Linked DNA regions of Hordeum vulgare: region 1 is linked to region 2. Evidence: chromatin contacts called from public Hi-C data. All regions are on one chromosome and are shown on one strand. Each heading gives the region's core, a stretch centred on a gene start, on an enhancer-like site or on the middle of the called end of the contact. The rest is flanking DNA. Distances are from core to core; before and after follow the strand shown.

The links. A called contact is a pair of places that touch in the nucleus more often than the background predicts.
Region 1: a Hi-C map of leaf shows a contact between it and region 2, with 4 times the contacts expected there. The contact joins the promoter of LOC123440714 here to the promoter of LOC123445251 in region 2. A contact is called at or near these places in 2 of 6 Hi-C or Micro-C datasets (leaf and seedling).

Annotation. Positions count from the first base shown.
Region 1 is chr3H:575,520,062-575,523,664 of MorexV3_pseudomolecules_assembly, forward strand. It overlaps LOC123440714, which reads right to left and starts at 2,068. Exons shown (of 1, transcript XM_045117264.1): 1 at 1,464-2,068. The coding sequence starts at 1,985. The coding sequence ends at 1,725.
Region 2 is chr3H:575,374,797-575,378,348 of MorexV3_pseudomolecules_assembly, forward strand. It overlaps LOC123445251 (squamosa promoter-binding-like protein 2), which reads left to right and starts at 1,633. Exons shown (of 3, transcript XM_045122214.1): 1 at 1,633-2,547. The coding sequence starts at 2,168.

The sequences.
Region 1 (3,603 bases), core at 818-3,317, 150 kb after region 2:
AGAATGCCGCGGGCGCCGGCACGGAAGTGCGTAGCCCCACGGCGGGGAAGCGCCTCGACGTCAAGAGGAGCGTCCCGAAGCCACGCCGAATCGTCGACGATGAAGGAGAGAGCGCCGAAGAAGATCTGGTGACCCATGCTCGAATCTCCACCGGACGACATGACGAAAGGAAGTAGTCGCAAACTCGTCGGAAGTCGCTTAGACGCCTGCCCCACGGTGGGCGCCAACTGTCGTGGGTATAAGTCTGACAGTAGATGTGTAGGGTACGAAAAGGATGGGCAGAGCCTTAGCTACGGCGAGATTGTATGAGTTCAGGCCCCTTTGCGGTGGAGGTAATAGCCCTACGTCTCATTGCTCTCGGAGCTTGTTGTCGAGTGGAATATGGAATACAATGATTTGCTAACTTCTGCACCAGTGGGGGAGGGTGGCTTATATAGAGTGCGCTGCCCTCCACAACGGTTCGGTGCACAGGGGTGGAGTAGTGACGAATAAATGCCTACGTTACAGGTAACGTACGTCTTAAATGCTAATAAAGGTGTGTGGAAACGTATGACTGTTTCCCCCCAGGGAGGTTACGATGCACAGAGTGGAATCCAGTCGGTCAGTTTGATATACTCCGAATGCTCGTCTCCGACTGGATGGTCGAAGATCTGTTACCGACTGGATGATGGGAACTTCTTAGTTCAGTCGGAACTGACTTGGACTATAACCCCATCAAGTGTCGTACATGCACGAGCTGCACTGCCCCAGGCCGCCCGAGCGGCCGAAGGAGTCGCGACCAGCCTGCAACATACTCTGATCAAGAGGCCCCTGCATCCGCCGCTGAGCTGAGCGCACGCGCCGCACCCCAAGGCCACTCACCTCTACCTCTACGCGTTGCACTTACACCACACACGCCAAGCCACATGTGGCCGTAGACGCTCGCTACATCTCCACAGTCGCTCCCATCACCGTCCTCTCACTACCCCAGCACTCCTGTACCCCAGGCACTTGTGACACGCGTGGAAGAGCGCCACGCGGTCTGCCACCGGAAGAGCCCCACTCGACGACTAGCCGCCCCACGGACGCTAGAGTCCCGCCAACGCCGGATCCGCACCGGCTTTTGCCCGGCGAAGGCCATGGGACGGCGGTGAGGGGAGGGGAAACACGGGGAAGAGGCCTTGAGTCTTGAGAGGGTGGGGATGCGCCGCCGCCCGAGTCGCCCCGGGAGGACGACGCAGGGTAGGCTACTCCTCGATCAGTCTACACGCCTTTCCAAGTGGGAGAATTATATCCGACCCGTGCATGGGCGAGCTCATTATCCCTTGATCACATTTTTAATAACTTACCTACATAAATACTTATTTACCAGTGATAATACATACTCCACCAAGAGTATGTAGTGGAGAATCCTGTTAAAAATCTGGTTAAATTTTAAGATTCTTTACACGGCCAAGATGAACTGTCGGGCCAACAAAAATGAATGGCACACAAATTCCACTTTGATGAAGGATCATATTCACATCCCAACATTTTTTTTTCGGATATATATGGGGATTATGTTATCAGCCCTTTCTTCCACTCTTATGATCAAAGTGAAGTTACAAAAAGAGAAGAAAAAAAAGTACACGGTGTACCACTTAGACACACGTAGTATGTATCCATGGCTACCCAGAAGATGTTCCATCAAATATAAAACCTCTCCCGGAGCCTGGACCTACCTGAACTGCAACGACGGAGCTCAACTAACTCATCATCTTCTGCTCGTTCTTGAAGCGCTCTCGGACGGACAGTATGAACGCCGTGGCCCTCTCGTCGACATCACCGGCCGCGGCGTAGGGGGCGCTCGCGGTGGCGTCGATGGAAGAAGGGTACCTGGGCTGGTAGGCGTGTGCGGTGGTGACGCTCGGGGCAGGCTTGGCCTGGACCTTGCCGGCGTACTTGGAGTACGCCATGGCCACCTTCCCCTTGATCGCCCTGGCGCCGTTCTTCATGGTTCCCTCCATTGCACTGTGTTTGATTCTGCCTAAGCTTTTTGTGGCTGCGCACTTGTGTTGTGTGTGCCTTTGCTTTGTGATGCTGGAATGACGAAGAGGCAGCTGCGTTTTATACTGGTTGGTGCGTGAGACGGGTAGTGTTCCACTCCATGTCACGTCCTGTCGTTTTGATGCCATGGGATAGGATAATGAGCATGCGTGCACCAAACGAAATGTAGCTCTGGCAAAGTGAATCTGGGAGCTGTCACTGACAGGAGATTCTAATGCTTTCGGAGGGTCCAGTGGTAAGTGGCACGAGGAGGTGCCACCCAACGAAACCTAAGCTGGTTTTGTGGTGTGTATGATTGCATCCAGTGCCCCATGATAATATACGGTTGGTCGATCTTGTGACAAAAATACACGTATGCACTAGCACATGCTTGCCAAAGTTCTTTGCCTGCCTCTCGCCCTTTGTAGATCAGAAAGAAAAGATCACATGCTTGCCAAGGTTCTTTGCCTGCCTCTCGCCCTTTGCAGATCAGAAAGAAAAGATCGTCGCTTTGGATATCCTCTATGCACTGCGAATATTATCCTCGTCAGATTCCTGATTCCTCTCTATCCTTTGTGAATCGTTCATCAAATCCTCGTGTAGTTGTTTGTGGTTCTGTGCATATATGATATACTTCCTTGTTTCTAAATATAAAACCTTTTAAAAATTGTATTGTAAACTACATATAAAGCAAAATAGAGAAATCTACATTCTAAAAGATGTCTACATACATTAGTATGTACTTTATAATAATAAAAATTAAAACGTCTTATATTTAGAAACGGAGAGAGTATATCTTACAAGTCACAATTGCATTGGGAACAGTTAACCTATATGGTGTTAATTGTTAAAGCTAAGGAAGAAATATGCAAAGACTGGTTGTACTAGCCTGAACCTGAGACTAGGTACGTTTTTATGATGGCTTTTAAAACGTGTACATGTGATGTATGTTTTAGGTCTACTACATTGACTGTTGGTCTTGATATATTATGTGGATGAATTAACGACGACACTGATTTTAGATATGAAGAATAAAAAGACTCCACATTACCAAATGTATAGGTGTGAGTTATGATTTCAGATGGATTGATGCATGTTTTTGTCAGATTTTTATGAAATAATTAATAAAGATAGTCGCATGCATAGATTGATACGGAGGCAGGGGTTTAACCTGCCTTTCCAAAAAAAAAAAACCTCGTATTGTTTATGTACCAGCGGCAACAAGATATCAATCAATCCATGGACGCATCATCTAGCTAGCACCGGCCCCAGTTGCACGTACACAACACACGTATGAGGAAACAAGACGTTTTCAGAAGAGTGAAGTCTGATTTAAACCCTGAAATTGTAAAAGACGACACAAATGAACCCCGACGTCAAAATCCCTGAATTCCATACCCTGAATTCACCGATCCTGGTTGTTTTTGACCTTAAGGTGTTTTTAGAGAGGATTTGATGATGTGGCACTGGGATTGATGACTTTGAACAAATAAATGACCGCCATCTAATCACTCAGCGCGGGCCTCGTCTTGTTTCCCGCACCACAGCGCATTGCATGTTGGGAATGCCTCCGCCACCTCAGCGTCAAGCCCGTGGCTT
Region 2 (3,552 bases), core at 383-2,882:
TCAACCACCGGAGGAATACCTTTGCTAGAGGGACCACAGGGCGCGCACATAGCACAACGAATGAAAAAACCCTGCGGTTTCAGATGCTTTAGAATACTTCCACCTTGGACATATTTATAGAAAAGCTGTCGCGCAACCGTGAATAAGTTATTAGTTTGTTCTCGTTTCATGAAACCTCATTTGTCGATGACGTATAATATAGTTTCACGGGTTGTACTTTCATCGTGGGAAAGCTAAAACTAATACTGACATGTTATTATTCCTTACGTATCTTCTTGACTGTATAATAATAGTACGATTTGATGCATTGTTTTCCACACCCGTCGCTGTTTTCTATGATGCTCATGCCTAGTATTTAAAACTTATTAATTCACGTGTATATTGAACTGCCCATCGACATAAAAACTTATGGATGAGAACTAAAACTGCGGCTATATAGCCAATGCCTCACTACCCAAGCATATAAATTTCATATATCTCAGGATGTGTGTGTAGCAATAATCTCTAAACGAGTAGTTTGCTTCACAAAAACCTTACTGACTAGTTCAAATCTCTAGCCGTAATTTCCTCGCTTTTTCTTCATAGTTCCGACACTTATTGTCTCTCTCACGGTATATGAGATTTCTGTAAATATTGTGCGTAGGAATGACATTTTTATTTTTGTCATCATGAAAGGGAGCGTGGCTATGATTAGCTTTCGTTTTATTTTCTCATTTGCTGTGATCTGTGAACACATCATGTCAGCTGAAACGAGGCAGCAAAACACTCCACACACGCACACACACAAACACGAAAAAACCCAAAGTACAAAACAGAAAAGCATCCATCGAGCACACAGCAGCTCCCCCTCTCTCTTCTCTTTTTTCCCTGCGGCCATGCACCCATCCCTTTCCAAGCTTTTCCCGCACCGTACTTTTTCCCTGCCCCAGCCCGTCATTCCGTCCGTCCATCCATCCCCTACAAAAGATGAATGAATGAAGGGTCCTGCTCTCACACGTCCTCTGACTGAGTAGAACCCAAGCGCGGCAGCTCCCCTCCGTTCACATCTCATCTCTCTATCAAACTATCACCGGTAGCGGCAGCGAGAGAAAGCCTCCGTCCGTCCGTCCGTCCATCGATCCCCTAAAAAAGAGCAAACCAAGCCCCAAACAGGCAAAGGAAACGCCACGCTAGGGGAGCGGCTAGCACCAAACGGAAAGGAAGGGCGGAATCCTCCTCTCTTTCCTCCATTTGCACCGTCCCCTGCCCTCTCTCTCATACCAACTCGTCGTCCCTACCACCACACTGCACTGACGCAGCAGCAGCAGCAGCAGCACTGGCTTCTCTTCTCTCTTTCCTCCTACCACCCTCTCCTCTCTCTCTACATCGCAGGCGTACTGCTCGGGACTACTGATAATAACTACTGATCTCTGGTGGTGGTGGTAGCAGGGGTAAAATCTAAAGCGAGTCAGTGAACAGTGGTGGTGGAGGTGGAGGTGAGGTGGTTCCCTCTCGGCCCGTCTCGGCAATTATTGCCACCTTTGGAGTTTGGAGTCCTCCAATAGGAGTCTCCTCCTGTGTTGTCTGCAAGTACTGTCCCTCCCTCCTCCCCCTCCTCCCCCCTCCCCTCCCCCATCTCCAGCTTTCTCTCATCGGGGTTGGTGCTGCTGCTGCTAGCCCTTCTTCACTCTCCACTGTTCTCTTCCTTCCTTCTCCGTCCTCCGTCCTCGCTCGCTTTAAAGCTTAAGCCGCCCCGGCAAGCAAGCAAGCTAGCAGCAGCAGCACTAGACCAGTTGCAGTAGGCAGTAGCTCCTCTCCCCTGGACCCTGGTGCTGGTGGGTGGTCTGGCTCCTGGGTTCTTAATTGCATGCTCCTGCTTCGCTTTGATCTCTCCGTCATCGATCGATCGGTCGGTCCATCTCGCTTTTCTTCCGTCCTCCCAAGCCCTTGCTTCCAATCAACCCCTCTCGCTGCTGCACTGCATACTGTACTCTCTCCCTCTTCTTCTTCCTTGGCGAGGACCGAGGGGAGTGGTGCGCGGTTCTTGTCTGCGTACGGCGGAGAAAGAGTCCCTTTTTAAGCCCCACCATTTCCTGATCGTCGGCGGCAGAAGCAAGCTCCCGGCGCCGTGCGGGGGAAGGAATTCTCTGGACACAGAGAGACGTGCGTGCGTGCGCGTGTATTTGGCATGGATTCTTGGGAGCCCAAGATGCCTTCTTGGGACCTCGGCACGGTGGTCGCGCCCAGCGGCGGCGGGGGAGGAGGAGGCGGCGGCGGGGCGCTGGACCTGAAGCTCGGCGCGCCGACGAGCTGGAGGCCGGTCCCGGCGCCGGTTGTATCGGTGCAGCAGCAGCAGCAGCAGCAGCCGCCTTCCGCGGCGACGGCGAAGCGTGCCCGGGCGGGGCAGGGGCAGCAGACGGTGCCGGCGTGCTCCGTGGAGGGGTGCACGGCCGACCTGTCCCGGTGCCGCGAGTACCACCGCCGGCACAAGGTCTGCGAGGCGCACTCCAAGACGCCCGTCGTCGCCGTCGCCGGCCAGCAGCAGCGCTTCTGCCAGCAGTGCAGCAGGTACACCCTACACTTCTCTCTCTCTTTTTCCATTTTTTTTTGGTCGTGCATTCCCTACCACCAACTTGTTCCTTGCCTTATGACATGCATCCATGCTCCGCTTTTGCCACTACTAGTAACATCTTTACCGTGTAGTAGAGTAGTAAGTAGCAAGATCCTTCCACGAGTTACCACTGTTGCACGAGAGTTGCAGCGAATCGTTTCAACCCCGCCGAAAACCTCGCCGCGGACACTGTAGCAGCTGCTGCAGCAGCGGCGGCGGTAGTACGCGATGGCTAACCAACTACGGCGACCGTTTTAATCGCAGCAATTCGCTGTCAGCCGGAGCGGAGCAGTTCGCAGTCCCTTGGGCCATCATCATGGCTCGCTTGGCGCTAGCGACTAATCGTCCGACGTGGACCACACCAAAAACCCCTGTTCCTGCCGCCCCCATCTGTTCCCCACTCACCGTAAATTCCACAGCGAAAAAATCACTCAAAACTATCTCCAAAAGTTTATTTTCCATGCAAAACATTTGCACTGGTACTCCTACTCCTACCTGAAAATGAAAGCAGTATCAGAGGAGAAGCAAGAGAATTTAACCGACGTGGTCGTGGAGACGGATAAAATTCCGGGCGGGTCGGAGTCTGGTCCCGGGCCCGGGCCCGGGCTGGTGGCCGGATGTGTGTATGAACGAGACAAGCGCACACGCGCCACCATTAAGGTGCCGTGGCGCAGCCCGACCCGGCCCGTGCACCTGCCCTACAACGACGCTCACGCCGGAACTGGACCTTTCAGGTCGTCGTTCTCATGGCGTGGCTGCTGCTGCTGCTCAACGGCCGCGTCCCTGTCCTCCACCGCTCCCTGTCGCCGCCGCCCCTTGTCGCGACGCACGCTTTCCACGTCCGTCCTCGGTGGTTTCGAAACTGGGAATTCATCCCATATGCCTGTTCTAGAAGGCAGGGATCATGGATCTCAACGGTCAACCGTGATTGTGGACGTCTGATTAAGATTCTTGCGTGAAGG